Linked DNA regions of Rattus norvegicus: region 1 is linked to region 2. Evidence: chromatin contacts called from public Hi-C data. All regions are on one chromosome and are shown on one strand. Each heading gives the region's core, a stretch centred on a gene start, on an enhancer-like site or on the middle of the called end of the contact. The rest is flanking DNA. Distances are from core to core; before and after follow the strand shown. Region 1 holds the start of Mospd3 (motile sperm domain containing 3). Region 2 overlaps Tsc22d4 (TSC22 domain family, member 4).

Region 1 (5,050 bases), core at 481-2,980, 150 kb before region 2:
ACACAGACAAACACAGACACACACACACAAACACACAGACAGACAGACACACACACACACAAACACACACACAGACACACACACAGACACACACACAGACACAGATATACACAGACAAACACAGACACACACACAGACACACAAACACAGACACACACAAACACACACACACACACACACACACACAATTTGTATCTACAGTAATGCTACTGCTTCTTCTCTCCCTACAGAATTCAGGGGTCCCCACTGCAGGACTGGGGTTCTTGCTTGGCAGTACAGTGCTTGCTTGGTAGGCCTTAGGTAAAAGGCCAACGCTTAGCCCTGCAGAAAAACAAGACCTTTGGAGAGATGACTCAGTGAAGGGCTGACACGCATGGAGACCTGAGTTCAGATCTCTAGAACATACTTAAAACCTGGCATGGAGGCGTGTGCCTATAATCCCTGTCTTTGGGCGGTGAAGACAGGTGGACTTTGCGCCGGGCATCCAGCCTAGCCCCCCCAAAAAATGTATATTAGGTTCAGTGAGAGAGCCTGTCTCAAAAGATAATGGTGAGGAAAGGCTGAGGGAAATCAGCCTCTAGCCTCTACAAACATGAACACACATGCACAAGTACTCCCATGCATATATACTCATATGCATATATACTCACACAATACACATATACAACACCCCAGAGACACACAAAGAATCTGTTCAACTCACTCTCCTGAAGATGTCTGGCTGGAGTTGGTCCTGTCCACGAAGGAGGCCCTGGGTTGGGGGTTGGCTCAGAATGTCCCTGAAGCTCCAGGGGGTACGCTGGGGCCCGGAGAACAGAGGTGACATCTTTTCTTCCAACCACTCGTCCCTCGGCCCCCTCCTCAGATAGCTCAATGCGGAATCGGTCCTGGACATCATAGTGGCTGGGGATGGGGGCCACGTGCCGTATCACACTGACCCATTGGGAGGAAGGAAGTGAGAGGCAACCAACCAAGTGCATCCAGATCTCCTCCCCAGAAACTTTTGCCAGAGTGACTGCAGTCAGCAGATGAAAAGATTCTCAGGCCAAAGGCAACAGGTAGTCGTGATGCCTGGCAGCTTCCCCAACCTCCCCACTCACATGTCAATGCAGGACTGAGGCTTCACATATCCTTCTGCATCGAATACCGTATATTTGGCAGGTGCTGTACACAGAACTGTCGGATAAAGATACACGAAGAGATCTTAGGCAAGTTTCACTCATAGTGCTTCACCCGGGACTTCTGTCAGCCACCCCAGACCAGAGATGGCCATGATTTTTTTTTTCAGACCCAAAGCTGGGCATCTTGCTTCTTACTTGACTAATCCCTCCAGCCCACACAATCTTCCTATATCCTGCTACCAACCCCCAGAGCCCTAGCTTTAAGCGCCCATCTCTTCACCTCGGAAGCGAAGTGCAGTTCCCGTGGGGTTGTAAAGGGTCAGCAGCTGCCGGGGTCCACTTCTTTGGTCCGCCCTGAATACTAGATCCGGGGGAAAGACCAACACCGGGACAACGGGTCCCGAGGAAGGAGGGGAGCCCCGGGACCCCCGCCCAGGGGCCCCCGGACCCACCAGCTCCTGGTCCTGGGGCGCCCCACGGCGCATGCAGGCTCTGGGCGGTCGGACATCCGAGGGCAGAGCTCAGGAGGACAAGAGGGTCTTAGAGTTTAGGGCTATTGGCGCGAGGGACGAAAAAAGGGCAGGGTGAGATCATGAGCAGAACGAGGCCTGATGTCACCGCTGCCTTGGAACCCCGCTAGATGTGGATCCTGCAGCCCCAGGCCCGGGTTCCCAAACCTTTCCCCTGCCAGCTGGGCCCCAGGTTCCTATAGGTCCCGCCCCCAAACCGCACCGCAGTGGTCACGCCCACATGGCTAACTCTGTCCCGCCTAGTCGCTTCCCAATCCGGGACTTCTGGTATGGGGCGCTGTAAACCCGCCCTGTTTCTGACCACGCCTTTTCCGGGTTAGCGGCTCCGGTCTCCGGGCGTACTCCGCTCTCTTAAGAGTTCCTTTTCTCCAGGTCACCGAATTGTCCCCGACCCCTTTCCTTAAGATCGGCTTGTGACCTGCCAGGGGTTTCTGCTGTGAATGGCCGCTTGTACTATGATAATCACCTTGCGATCAAAGTTTTCCTCCAGTGAACTTGTGCCCAGAATAAGGACGCCATATTCTCAAGAGTTCCTTCATCCACTTCCGCCGTACGATCTCTCTCATCGGTGAATGCTTTCTCTCTTCCGCCCCAATGTTCGCTGATTGGTATTCTTCAAAGACCAAACGCGCTTCTCTCGGCACCACTGATTGGCTTGATTTTAGGTAAGAATTTTACGTGTCCTGGGTTCCTTCTCTGAGATTAAGTGGGAGAGGCGGGGCTGGATTAGTAGTTAGCAATTTGTTTGTTCGTTCGTTTGTTAGTTTATATGTTTATTTTGAGCTCATCTGTTACTAGGGTTTTTTGTTTTTTGTTTTTATTCATTTCGCTTTTCTTTCCTTCTTGTTTGGGGCTGAGAAACGTAAGATTAAGTCAGTAATCAATAAGTAGAATTGGATGAAGCAGAAATAACCGGCTTCGGTTACACTTTTTTTTTTTTTTTTTTTTTTAAAGAGGGGAGGTACTGAAGGGTTAGCTTGGTGGCTGAAAAGACCCAGGTTTGCTTCCAGCATTGACCTAGTGGTTCATTACCATCAATAACTCGTTTCAGAAAATCGAACGCCCTCACTTGACCTCTACCAGTACGTGGGTCATATACATGCAGAGAAAACACTCGATACTAAAGATGTGCTTACAAGGCTCGGCCCCTATAGGTACTTAGTAGTTGCTGGGAAGGGAGAGACATTTTCTTCCTTGGGATAACCATTATTAAATTGCCTATGCTCCTGGAAGCAACTTCAATAAAACACTGGTTCATCCAAAACCCGAAACAAGAACCACTAAGAGAGCTTGGGGAACCAGTTGGGAAGGGAAAGGGAATGGGGGACAAGAGAAATGGTGGTGGTGAATGTGATCAAAATACATTTATACACATTTTATATAAAAATTGTATTAGATCATTTTATTTCTATAAAACGCATAATTATCTGTAATTAATATGATGATTAGGAAAAAAGAAAAAGAAACAGCAAAGAGAAAAAGAAAACAACCAAAAGTAGCCAGGCACAGTTCTGTAGTCCCAATACTAAAGGCAGGTGCGGGTGGATTGCCACAGGTTTGAAACTCACCTGTTCAGTTACACAGAGGGAGTTCTAGGTCAGCCAAGGCTACATAGTGAAGTCTTGTCTCGAAAACCACAAGCATGGGGGTGGGGGGATGTGTGTGATATGGTGGCACACACCTCAAATCCAAGCACTCTGGAGGCAGAGGCTGGTGGATCTGCTCTACAAAGAGAGTTCCACGTCAGCCAGTGCTACACAGAGAGACCCTGTTTCGGAAAACCAAAAATAACAAACAATAAATGTAAAAAAAATTAAATGAGTTGGTTTTATGGCAAAGACTGAAACGGAAAACTGATTTATCATGCTTTTTCTTGATTTTGTTTATTTATTTTGTTTATTTTTCAAGACTGGCCCTGGCTGTAGACCAGGCTGGCCTGGAACTCAGAGATCCACCTGCCTCTGCCTTTTGAGTATTGGGATTAAAGAAATTCTCTCTCTCTCTCTCTCTCTCTCTCTCTCTCTCTCCCTCCCTCCCCCTCCCCCTCCCTCCCCCTCCCTCCCCCTCCCTCCCCCTCCCTCTTCCTCTTTCTTCCCCTCCCTCCCCCTCCCTCTTCCTCTTTCTTCCCCTCCCTCCCCCTTCCTCTCTCTCCCCCCTCCCTCCCTCTCCCTCCCCTCTCCCTCCCTCTCCCTCTCCCTCTTAGATTTATTTATTTATTTATATGTATATAAGCGCTCTAATGGCATGCCAGAAGAGGGCATCAGATCCTAGTATGGATGGTTGTGAACCACCATGTGGTTGCTAGAAAACGAATTCAGAATCTCTGGAAGAGCAGACAGTGCTCTTAACCACCAAGCTACCTCTCAGCCCATGAGCCATCACCCCCCACTTTGCTTTCTTTATAGCATGTTTCTTGACACTTGATATTATATTTTCTTAATCTCTCCTCTCCAAAACCAGGGATGTTTGTGTTCTTTTGTATCTTCAGTACTTGAAAGATAATCTGGGACTGGAGAGATGGCTCAGAAGTTAAGAGCATTGATTGCTCTTCAGAGGTCCTGAGTTCAATTCCCAACAACCACATCTGTAGCGGTATCTCATTCCCTCATCTGGTGTGTCTGAAGGCAACACACACACACACACACACACACGCACACACACACACACACACACACCTCTTAAAAATTACAATATTAAAAAAAAGATGGTGATTTTGATGATAACACCCAAGGACGTCTAAACACATATGCACACACACACACACACACACACACACACACACACAGACGAGAGATGGGGGAGAAGAAGAAAAAGGAAGAAGAAGAAGATGGAGAAGGAGAAAAAGAAAAATGCACAAAGAGAACTGGTGTAGTGGCACTCACCTGCCATCTGAATACTAAGGATTGCAAGTTCAAGGCCAGCCTGGGCCTGGGCCACATAGTAAGTTGAAAGCCATGCTGGGCAAGATAGTGAGGCCCAGTTTAAAACAAGAAAAAAAAAAGATGAAGAAGAGGAAAAGAAAGAGGGGGAAAAGGAGGAGAAAAAGAAAAGGAAGAAGAAAAGGAAGAGGAGGAGGAGGGGAGGAGAAGAAAAGAATAGAAGAAAAGAAGAAGAAAAGAATAGAAGAAAAGAAGAAGAAGAAGAACAAGAAGAAGAACAAGAACAAGAAGAACAAGAAGAACAAGAAGAGGAAGTCGACGACGACAATGAAGGAGAAAGAGTAATGACTGGGGACCAGTTAGGTGCCAGATAGAACAGTAAGTGATGGGGATGGAGGGAGGCTGGAGTAGCAAGAGCAAAGACCCACAGTGGACCTGGATTGTATTTTGAGAACCATCCTCAGAATTGTTATAGTTACATCTGTTCACTCATCCTTTAATGATTTAATTTTATTGGTAT
Region 2 (5,169 bases), core at 1,073-3,572:
CTGAGATATCTCCCAAGTTCCTGCTAACTTAATTTTTTTCATTTATTTGTGTATGTATATGTGTATAGATATGTATATATGTATATATGTATAGTATATATATATGTATGTGTATATATATATATATATATATATATATATATATGCGCGCGCATGTGTGCCACTTTGCAGAGGTAGAGGTCAAAGGGCAAAGAGCAGGCTGTGAGAGCTTTTCTGCTTCTATCATGTAGGTCCTGGTGATCCAATTATAACTGGTGATCCAATTATGCTCTGTGGAGAGCCGCCTTTCTTAACCCACTGAGCCATCTGGATGACCCCTCCACACACTTACCTCATGGAACTGTAAAAGCAATCCCATGATTCCTCACTTTCCAGATGAGACTCAAAACAATGAGACTCAAAAGGGGTGAGGTGTGTGTGTTAAGAACGTGTCCAAGGTCACTCAACCTTGTCTGTGAACCCCGGGCTCAATCTCCTGGCACTCTCTCCCCGTTGGTGTGTGCACCTCCCGAGAGAATGAGAGGTGGTTATGGTCCTAGGGTGTCCTTTTGCTAAGACAGAGGCAGGGACAGCTCAGTAACTGGGATGAGCAGCCAGCCTCTCCCCTTCCCTAGCCCAGCCCCTGCCCTGCGTACCCCCAAGACACTACAGAATCTGATCTGGGAGAGAGCATAGACAGGATTGTTCCATGCCACTTCTGTGGCCTCAGGCTCAGCCTCTGAGGGCTCCTAGAGCATATGTGGGCAGCTAAGCTGGCCTTCATGTCCAGCCCTTCACAGACAACTCGTGTCTTCTGTTCTCAGCCTTCAGAGATGCCCTCCTGGACGGGAAAGTCTGTCCCTCAGGGCTGCTGTGTCCACTTAGGTTGTGCACTGAACCAACGCTGGGCTGACATTGCAGTCTTAGCCTGACCTGACTTGGAAGCCCTGGTGGTTTGCAGGCTGATGGGGAAACATGTCTCAGGCGAGGGGAGATCTCGTCCTCATGCCTGTAGACTTTCTTAGAGGCTCTCGGCACCTGCCCTTCCTGCCCCCAGCCTTACTCAAGAATCCCAGTGTAGCACATACCAGCCCCTCGAGCAGGGCTAATCAAAGGTGAGGCCTGGCTTGCCAGAGTCCTCCTCCCTTCAAGTGTTAAGGCTCGAATGGCATAGGGGAAGTGCTTTGAAAAACTCCTGAGCTAGACAAACACAAGATAGCCATCAGCCAGCCAACAAATGTTGCCTGTTGTATTATTCCTTTATTTCTGGCAAGAGTAGAGGATTTAACTTGGCATGTCTGCCGGAGTGTCCGCCAAGCGGGGCTGACACCTCTATTCTGGTACGTCTGCCCATCCTTGGCTGCTCTATGCACTGGAAAGGGGGTATTGGATTTTGCCTACTCCCCTCCCAGGTACTGTGGATTGGAGTATCTTGAAAACAAATTTTATACTGCCTGGTTGCACCTTTTCTGTTCTGCCCCTCCGTTCCTCGCTCCCCTCCCCCCCCTGTGTGTGTGTGTGTGTGTGTGTGTGTGTGTGTGTGTGTGTGTGTGTGTGTGCTGACACATGTGGGTCCAGGGATAATTTGGCAGGCTTGTGGAGGTCAGAGGACAATTTGGGGAAATCCTTCCACACTGTAGGTTCTTGGAATGGAACTCAGGTTGTCGAGTTTAGTGGCAAGAGTCTACCCACTGAGCCCTCTTGCCCTCTCCCCTCTAACCTCTCTGCTCCCCACCTCCATTCTTAAGCATCTCCCGTGTTCCCTGGCTTTGGAGGCCCGCCCCCCCGCCCCGTGTCCTTACTCACTGATATCCTGCTCTTTCTAGCCCGTTCACCTCCTTGGTGGCTCTACCTGTCAGCACCTCCTGCATCCAGATCTTGGCCAGGGAATGGAAAATTCCCAGCTCCCTTTCTGATGGCCGGGCCTCATGCAAGGGTCACCTTGGACTGAGTATAGATTCCCCCTGTAGGAAAGCAGGTTGAAGTTGACAGCCAGTGGGGAGGGATTACAAAAGTGACAGCAGTGTATGAATGGAGCCAAGTGGCACCCTGACTGGGGGGGGGGGGGCGGTGGTGAGGGGAGGGACGACACAGGGCTGGAGACCCTGGTGTCCTTGGGGAAAGCAGAAAGGAAGCTTAGGTAACCGAAACAAAAGCCTGCCTCCTCTGGTCCGGCAGCCAAAGGGAAGACATTGCAGCCTGGGGCAGGCAAGGAGACCCTAGAAAGTCCTGAGTGAGCAGAGGGGCTTGAGTAAGAAGCAGATTCTCTAACCTGGTGCCAGTCAGGAGCCTGAGCCCTGGGGCATTTGAGCCAGGCGTGAGTTGCCCTCTGGTGGCCACTGCTCAAAACTGCAGCCAGGCCTGCCCCTTAACTGGGTCATTACCTGACTACTGATTTAAAGTCTCTGCGTCTCTGTCCAGTGTCCCATGTTCAGCCGTACCTTTTTTTTTTCTTCCTTTTCTTAAGCTCTGACTCACTGCAAGACCTCCATACCCAGGTCTCAGGTCCCGTATGTGGCTGCCTTTGATTTATAGGGTTCCTAATATGGTGGTGGGGTTCTGTTGCTATGGTAACCTTTCCTAATTCTCTCCTTCATTGAAGTGGGGGACCCTCTGTCCCACGTTTTAAGAGCCACCTAAGATACATATATTTCTACCCTGCCCCCTTTGTCTGTCCCCTTTCTCAAAGTTGAGGGAGACCATGGTTAATCCAGACAGGGCAGAAAGGGAGGCATAGGTTGGGGACATGCGTCCTAGGGTCTCACCTTCAAGCCCCTCCCCATGCCAGCCTTCTTGCTTCACAGCCCCTCCCCCAACCCTTACCAGCTGACTTCACCTCCCCTTCCCCTCCAGTCTGGGAGTGGTGCCAGGGTGAGAAGGGGACACTGGCACAGACCATGTGTGTCTGGGAATTCCCGCCCACTGTGGAGCCAAGGGAGGGGGTCCCCGTGTCCCCGAGGAGCCAATGGCAGCTGTGCCTTGCCCTGAGGGGGAGGGCAGGGTGTATATCTCTCAGAGCAGCAGTCTGTAGGTCCGGTCTCCTCTCTGCCTGCTTGGCATCCATTGCAGAACTCTACTGTGCCCAGGGGGGCTCTGGGCCCCCCAGGCATTCTGCCTGTCACAGCCTTTTGGTTGGGAGTGGATACTGATGACCCTTACCTCAGGAATGTCCCAGCCAGGGGTCTCTGTGAAGTCCTTGGTATCATCTTATGAGACTCGAGTGGTAGGGATGGCACAAGGGACACCCCGAAAAAGGGGCTGCGTGTCTTCCCCATGCTCCCCACGGGGGTCATCCCCAATCCGAGGGCCGTCGGGACCTCCTTCCCACCAGGGCCTGGGGGGGCCTGGGCACCGACCTTCATCCCGCTGTGGGGTGGACAAAAGCCTCCTACCTCTCATCGTCTACTGCCACAGGTACTTGGGTGGGGTGGGCATAGGCTGGGCTTTTAGAGCAGGGAGCACCAGAAGACTGTAGCAGAGTTGACTTGGGGTTCCTCCTCAACTTGTATCCCCACCCCCACCCCCATGTCTCTCCAGTGGTTCCGGAAGCCTGGTTGGCATTGACAACAAGATTGAACAAGCCATGGTAAGAGAAGATGCTTGGCCCCAGGAGGCCCCTTAGTGTCCCTAGCACCTCTCCCCTCCCATTACTTGGGAATGAAAATTTTCCAGTTAGTTACAGACACCCCCCCTCTCTGCTTCTACTTTTCTACCTTTGGCTTCCCTCAACCTCTGCTCATCCCTGTCTGTGAGCCCTGTCCCTCATCCTTTGCCTGCTGCCCCGTTTCTCCTTTAACCTCCATCCCCCCTCCTTTGAGCAAAGGGAGATGGGTATCATAACCACTTCCTTGAGGTGCCTGGGTTGGGAGAGGCAGTTGGAGGTGGCCTGAGGGGCCTGAAGGTTTGTTTGTCCCTGGGGTCCAGGACTTGGTGAAGTCCCACCTCATGTTTGCCGTGCGAGAGGAGGTGGAGGTGCTGAAGGAGCAGATCCGGGACCTGGCAGAGCGGAATGCTGCACTGGAGCAGGAAAATGGATTGCTGCGTGCCCTGGCCAGCCCGGAGCAGCTGGCCCAGCTGCCATCCTCGGGGCTCCCAAGGCTCGGGCCCTCTGCACCCAATGGGCCTTCCATCTGAGCCTTCTTTCCCTCACAATGTGCCTTTGGGGGCTGCCACTGGCCGCCGGGCCTTGTGCCAGCAGCCTGCCCCCTCTTCCTATGTAGCTTTAATGCCCACGCCCGACCCCAATGCCCAGGGATGGGAGTTGAGGCTAAATATTGGCCTGTCCCTTCCCACCTGGTCTCCCCAGAAGCCTCAGGCCTTGCCGGAAGAGAAAGAACCCAGGAGGGGATGTTTATCTGAAGCCCCTCATCCATGAAAGAACCCAGCCCCACCTCCTTCCCTGGGAATCAGTGTTCTGGGGAGCCCCTCAGCAGCAGATGGCTCAGAAAGATTTGGAGGTTCCCTGGCAGGCCCCCTCACCATCCCACCTTGTTCTCTTCAAGTGCCCCCTCTCCTCTGCCCAGGGAGGGGGTATGGACAGTATCTTCAACTTCTTGGATTCAGGTTGTTATTAAAATAATAATTATAATTAAAAAAAAATCTGAAGAAACTTGAATATGGAGGTTGGTGTGCTGTTGCCGTGTCCAGCTATATAGTTACCCTGTCCCCAACACACACTCTCATCACGCTCATGTGGGTACACACACAGCGAATCCCAGTCACCCTGGAGAAGATACCAGAAAATGGCTTGGTAATGGTCTTGGTCCCTGGAAAGGCCTGGCAGGGTGACCTAAGGAAAGAGGTAGGGGGCGGTGTCTACCCATGTGCTGGTGGTTGGCGGTGTGAGGAGGGGAGATAACAATGGAGTCTTTGGTGAGTGTGAGGATCCACCCCCAGCTTCCCAGTGTGTCCCCTCTTGTGGACTGGATCTGGGCGGCTGCTTGGAGGCAGGGCAGGGAACCCTGAATGGGCCCCTTGTCTTAAGGCTGGGTGTGGGCCAGGCTCTTTGGGCACATGGTGCCCTCGCCAGGCCTGGCAGGCTGCCTTGGCTTCTACCCCACCCCTTGCTGGATGAGGACTAGGCCCAGTGGGTGAGCAGGCTCCTCCCTGACAGCCTGGGCTTCTCTCCCAGACAGACAGAACCAGCCAAGAAGGGCCCCATCTAGTGGGGGGGAAGGCATCAGCAGTTAG

What was found. Hi-C and Micro-C count contacts between places; a contact is called where the count stands out from the background.
Region 1: a contact with region 2 is called in a Hi-C map of liver, with 5 times the contacts expected there. The contact joins the promoter of Mospd3 here to the enhancer-like site in region 2. A contact is called at or near these places in 2 of 12 Hi-C or Micro-C datasets (liver and mammary epithelial cells).

Annotation. Positions count from the first base shown.
Region 1 is chr12:24,729,169-24,734,218 of GRCr8, reverse strand. It overlaps Mospd3 (motile sperm domain containing 3), which reads right to left and starts at 1,730. Exons shown (of 5, transcript NM_001025629.1): 1 at 1,402-1,730; 2 at 1,101-1,176; 3 at 704-933. The coding sequence starts at 1,606.
Region 2 is chr12:24,575,379-24,580,547 of GRCr8, reverse strand. Tsc22d4 (TSC22 domain family, member 4) reads left to right here. Exons shown (of 5, transcript NM_001044284.3): 4 at 3,517-3,565; 5 at 3,904-4,600. The coding sequence ends at 4,113. It overlaps LOC134481171 (a long non-coding RNA gene), which reads right to left. Exons shown (of 2, transcript XR_010056498.1): 2 at 4,217-4,768. Among named protein-coding and RNA genes, the nearest start is that of Spacdr, 4.4 kb to the right of the region's middle. Within about 2 kb of position 2,322, at least 30 of the 93 cell types and tissues checked have an H3K27ac peak or open chromatin away from gene starts, as enhancers often do. A contact at or near this core is called in liver, where this site is marked.